2 separate regions of the Gossypium hirsutum genome follow, and region 1 is linked to region 2. A link is a contact called in public Hi-C data. All regions are on one chromosome and are shown on one strand. The core of a region is the stretch at or near the end of the contact, and the rest is flanking DNA. Distances in the headings are between cores, read along the strand shown.

Region 1 (2,700 bases), core at 14-2,513, 150 kb before region 2:
GGGAATCATATCTTGTAGATTTAATTTGATATGGTGTATCTTTTAAATCTCATGATTTAAGGGATATGGTTAATCTCATCCGTCAATGTAACTTGATCTTGACCGTCAGTTTTGGAAGAGCTCAATTGTAAATAGAGAGTCTCCCCTTCACTTGGAAATCACTTTATTCATCCATTGTTTTATTATTCTTTTAGAGTAATAGAATACTGAGAGCATTTACTTAAACACCTCTTGTGCATTCTTTTCTGTGACTTTATATTGTTCTTTCGTAGCTTCTTTTGGCACAATTGCTTCCTCTATACAAATTGGTGCCTTGGAGGAATTCTAAAGGAATCCTTACTTGTGGTGTTTAGGCTGACTTAGACGAATTTGGAACGAACGGATCGTCTAAGGTCGCATGGATAGCGAGACGAAAGATCTAGTCTTGTGACACTAAAATAGACTTTCTAAATTATTTTTAAATAGAATTTAATTATTTTCCTTGATTTTTTTAAAATTAGAAAATCAAAAGATTTAGTGCAAAATAACTTCAACTAATTTTATTATAAAAATAATTAAATTATTTTGAGTCATACATTAAAATTTAATTTGCCAATAGTTTGGCTTATTTGTAAGGATGGTAATAAATTGGGACAAGAGTAAATGTTGCTAAATTCACTACCGACTCATGGTTAACATGTTCCGCTTCATTTACCTTGCTCCACTATATATGTGTAATATTGAAAATCGTTAACTTCTCCATGAATGTTAAATGCGTCAATCATCACTTTATATTGTCTAGCTTCATTTAATTTTTTTAATATTTTTTATTTTGTAATGGTAAGTAAATATTTAAACATAAAATAGGTGAGTGTTTTTATATCAATTTTTATATTTTTATCATTTTAATAATTATAAATATACTTGAATAAAATAGTAATTTAATATAATGAAACGGGGATATTTACCGTTAAAAAAAATGACTCCACTCCCCATTCACCTTTCCAAAAAAACAAAGTCACTTTAAAGTGGAAAATTCGAAATTAATTGCTTCGCATTCCGAACTTATTTATCACGTGCCTCTTACCTTACGCCAAGCCATTAGTCATGTAGGTGGTGACACAATTAAACAACCACGTGGCTTATGTTAAAAAAATAAAATAAAAACAAGCACGTGACCCACTAGATTTCAGAAACCAATCTGACGGTTCAAATTAAAAGTCTTGTTCCCCACCTGATCGTACGATAAATGTAATCTCCATATTTGAAAAAAAAAATACCCCCATCTCTGTAGTAACCCGAAACAAAACCATCAAAACTTGTTTTTTTTTTTAACCCTAAAAACCCTCCTTTTTTACTAAAAACAAAATTCATTGAACCGCCCAATCTCGTCATGAAAGGGAAGAAACGGTTATCGAGCTCGGCCGCCGAGATCAACGATTCTGCTGTGAGTTTTCTCATTTCTGATGTTATAGTTATTTTCTTTTTCTTTTTTAAAGTCACTTCATTGTTCCTTCCCTGAATTGATAGCCTAACCCTGATTTGATGTTCTTTGTATTATTTTATTCTCCTCAATGCGAAAATGAAGTAGGCTGGCGTTTAGAATAAGATTTTGTTTGCTTATGGCTTTAATTGAGTAGTTTCATTTATATGAAGTAAAACTGAGGAGAAGTTTTGAACCATTTGCATTTTTTTTTTACTTCTACTTAGCTGGAAAGTATTTTAGGAGGGCTGAAAGTATTCTTTTTCATTGTATTTTAGATATTTGAATGCTTTGAGTTTTCAAGAGTAAACTTGAGGTTGATAAAAGCTGACACTGTTCAACTTACCTGTCCTTGTTGATGTATTACTTCAGCTGCTGTTTATAATAACCGAGAAACAAACCAAACTATGAAATGGATAAATTAGTTCTTCTATGGAAGGAAGGAAACCGAAAATGAAAAACTTTCAATGTAGTAAATAAAAAGAAGAATGATTTTGATCTTTAACTAGTATTTTACTTGTTAAACAGTAACAGTGTGCAGGCATTATTTGGAAGAGGAGGGGAGGGGGGATGAGTAGTGATGATGGCTATCAAATGTAAATACTTAGAAGTCAGTTTTTATCTTTAGATGTTTTGAAGCATCAGTCATGTTTTTTAGTCTTATTACATACTCATCCATGGATTGCAGTTCCACAATAAAAGAGTAATTGCAGGATCTCCTTTTGATGCTCAAAAGGCAGAACCATCTCAACGTTGACTGCAAAACCAGCACTAGATCCACAGCGAGCTGAGCTGTCTTGGCAGCATGTGAAAGCTCTCAACACCCAATTTGCAAGGTCTGTGATGTTTCATGTTTCAACAACTTGTGCTATACGTTTGGTAATGACTAAATGATGTGATCTTTTGCTACCCATGAAGATGCATTTCATATTCTTTTAAGCTTTCTAGATTAATATTTTACCAGTCCTTAGAAGTTAGAATAGCCAGGTTTCTTGCATCTGTTGTCTTTGGACCTTGATGAACTTTTAGATTTGTATATATGTTGTCTGCATAACAACTTTTCTTTTATAGTTGGGTACAATTACAACTGAAGAATCACCCTGATGAGCTTTGGCAATATGGTGTTCAAGACTACCTAACTCATGCTTTAAACATCATGGTAACTTCTGATGTTTTTTCATCGACATTTGAAGTATTCATGGTCATGAATGTGCAGTTTGTGACTGTATTTGATTGCA
Region 2 (2,700 bases), core at 176-2,675:
TCGGTACACGCAAAAAAACTTTTAGTCCTACTTTTTAGATATCAAAATCCAGGTTCATCTGTTAGTATTATTAAAAATATTTTGTTAAATTTATGTTTATTATAATGTCGTTTTTTAGTTACATGAATACCAAATATATTTTTTTAAATGTGACATCAATAAAATTGACAAAAAAAATTTAACAATGTTAGCAATTGGGCTTTGATATTTAAATCTGAAAAGTAGAGGGACTAATTTCTTGAAAATAAAAGTACATGGACTAAGTTCTAAATTTGTGAAGAGTACATAGACTTATGACATAGTTTTACCTTTATACTACAAAATATTTATTATTAAAATATTAATATTGAATATTTTTCAATAATGTATGGAGAATATTGTTTAAAAGTATTATTTTTAAAATTAATTATTAAAATAAAATTGAGATATTTAATAATTTATTAAAATAATAAATTATATTAATGCTTTAGATATAGATAATTAAATATGTATGTTTAATAATATTGAAAATTATAATATTTTATATTAATATTTAATTAATTTTAAATATTTTAAAAATAAAAATAAAAATTTATTATTAATATAATAATATTAAGTTGGAGTTAAGTTAATTTTTATTTAAAAATAAAATCACACTAAATCAACTATTTTCTTGAGAGTGACTTATACTTTTGAAAAGGCTAAGTTATTTTACAAGAAAAATGGTTTATTTTTTGTTGATCTATAAGTCATTTTCCGTTGATTATGTTGTTTTCTACTAAACATACTCAAGAAAATACAAAAAATATTTTCAGTGAAACAAACGAAGCCTTAATCGTGATTTAACCTTAAAAAAATGAGCAATGTATTCAGAAGAAAAAGCAATAGTTAATAGTTAGAAAATTGACGTAATTTTCGTAGTGTTTTCTATTTCATCAGTATTTGGTTTGGTTGGATTAAAGATTTTGCGGATCAACTTCAGTTTATTGTTTTCTTTTTCCTTGGATCTTTTTATTTATTTGTTTAGTTAATTAAAATTCCATTAGACTAATTATCAGATTAATAACCAAATTAATTCAATAGCTAAGAGCTTATAAGAACCATGCCAACTTAAGTTACTCTGGTTTGCGATTATTAAATTTTTTTAATTAATTTCACAATCACCGTAATTACTCGTTTTACCTAGTTCATTTGATTGGACAAACTTACTTCCTCATAATCCACGAAGAGCAATATAACTTGTTCGGGGATACCAAAATAGAGACGAAGAAGATAAATAATCTTTTTTGTTTCACGTTAAATGATGTCCTAAATATAATAGATTGGCGATAATATTCATAAAATCGAAAGCAACAAAGATGGCCTGCTGCCAGTTGAGAAATAATGAGCGGACAAAACGATTAATCTAAATCACCCCTTATAAATACATTTCCTCCGCAAGTAATTGACACAAGTCTCATCAAGGTTAATTAAGCTAGTTCGTTTTATGAATGGCGAAGACAGGGCTGATGACTTGGCTCCTTTACTCCACATTATTTGCAGCATTGCTGTTGAATTCTGATGCAGCCAATGCCAACGAGAGAAAAGTAAAGCCTTTTGTTTGCGTTGTTACCCATAATTTTGGAACTGGCTGCTATTTTGGGTAGCTGTTGATCACTTGTGTTGTATATGTGTGTATATATAGGTTCACATTGTGTACATGGGAGACAGGCCCAAGGGGGATTTTTCTGCTAAAGCAACCCATCATTCCATGCTTACAAGCGTCCTTGGCAGGTTCTTTCTTTTCCTTCTTTTTACCAATACAACAACCCATAAGAAAAAAATCGGTTTACTTGTTAAAGTAATAAACTGAACTTGACAAAGACATGGCTTCCATTTAATCTATCACAGGTCTTCATCAGCCCAAGAATCCCTAGTCTATAGTTATGGTAACTTCAATGCATTTGCAGCTAAGCTAACTGCGGAAGAAGTTGAAAAGTTCTCAGGTGAAATGGTTAAACAAGACATGATTCATTGATTGCTAAAATTAGAAGCAATCATTTTCATGATTGATCCATGCTAAACGAAATATAAATTGGGTGCAGAGATGGATGGAGTAGTTAGAGTGATTCCAAACCATATACTAAAGCTTCATACTACAAGGTCGTGGGACTTCCTTGGTCTCAGCCAGAGCAATGTGGGCGCCCAGCTACAAGGTGATGTTGTCATTGGGCTCCTTGATACAGGTAAATAACTTAAATATGTAGACCCACATAGCTTTATCAAATATCAAGGCGTCAAGCTGACTTCAATGGGGGTCTTTGGTTTATAGGCATCTGGCCCGAGCATGAGAGCTTCAATGACCAAGGACTTGGTGCTCCACCTTCCAAATGGAAAGGAACATGTCAAGGGGCCAACTTTACCTGCAATAAGTGAGCTCCCTTTCTCCCCTTCATACCAATTGAATATGTATAAGGCCAAAAGGATTCTAAATAATTTTCTAAATTTTTAGATAAAAAGCATTTACTATTCAATCCAGTCAGCTAATAATATGAATTTGTCAACACAGCAAGATCATTGGAGGCCGTTACTACAACAGTGAGAACTGGTACTATGAAGGTGACTTGAAGTCTCCTAGAGACTCTGAGGGGCATGGGACCCATACATCCTCAACTGCAGCCGGTGACAGGGTGCCCGGAGCAAGCTACTATGGACTAGCTAATGGAACCGCAAGGGGTGGGG

The links. A called contact is a pair of places that touch in the nucleus more often than the background predicts.
Region 1: a contact with region 2 is called in a Hi-C map of leaf, with 1.9 times the contacts expected there. The contact joins the promoter of LOC107930009 here to the promoter of LOC107930002 in region 2. A contact is called at or near these places in 2 of 34 Hi-C or Micro-C datasets (both in leaf).

What each region holds. Positions count from the first base shown.
Region 1 is chrD08:60,340,483-60,343,182 of Gossypium_hirsutum_v2.1, reverse strand. LOC107930009 reads left to right here and starts at 1,263. Exons shown (of 10, transcript XR_005916954.1): 1 at 1,263-1,426; 2 at 2,151-2,298; 3 at 2,534-2,621.
Region 2 is chrD08:60,194,822-60,197,521 of Gossypium_hirsutum_v2.1, reverse strand. It overlaps LOC107930002 (cucumisin), which reads left to right and starts at 1,425. Exons shown (of 10, transcript XM_016861558.2): 1 at 1,425-1,565; 2 at 1,664-1,752; 3 at 1,870-1,964; 4 at 2,064-2,204; 5 at 2,291-2,390; 6 at 2,528-2,700. The coding sequence starts at 1,470.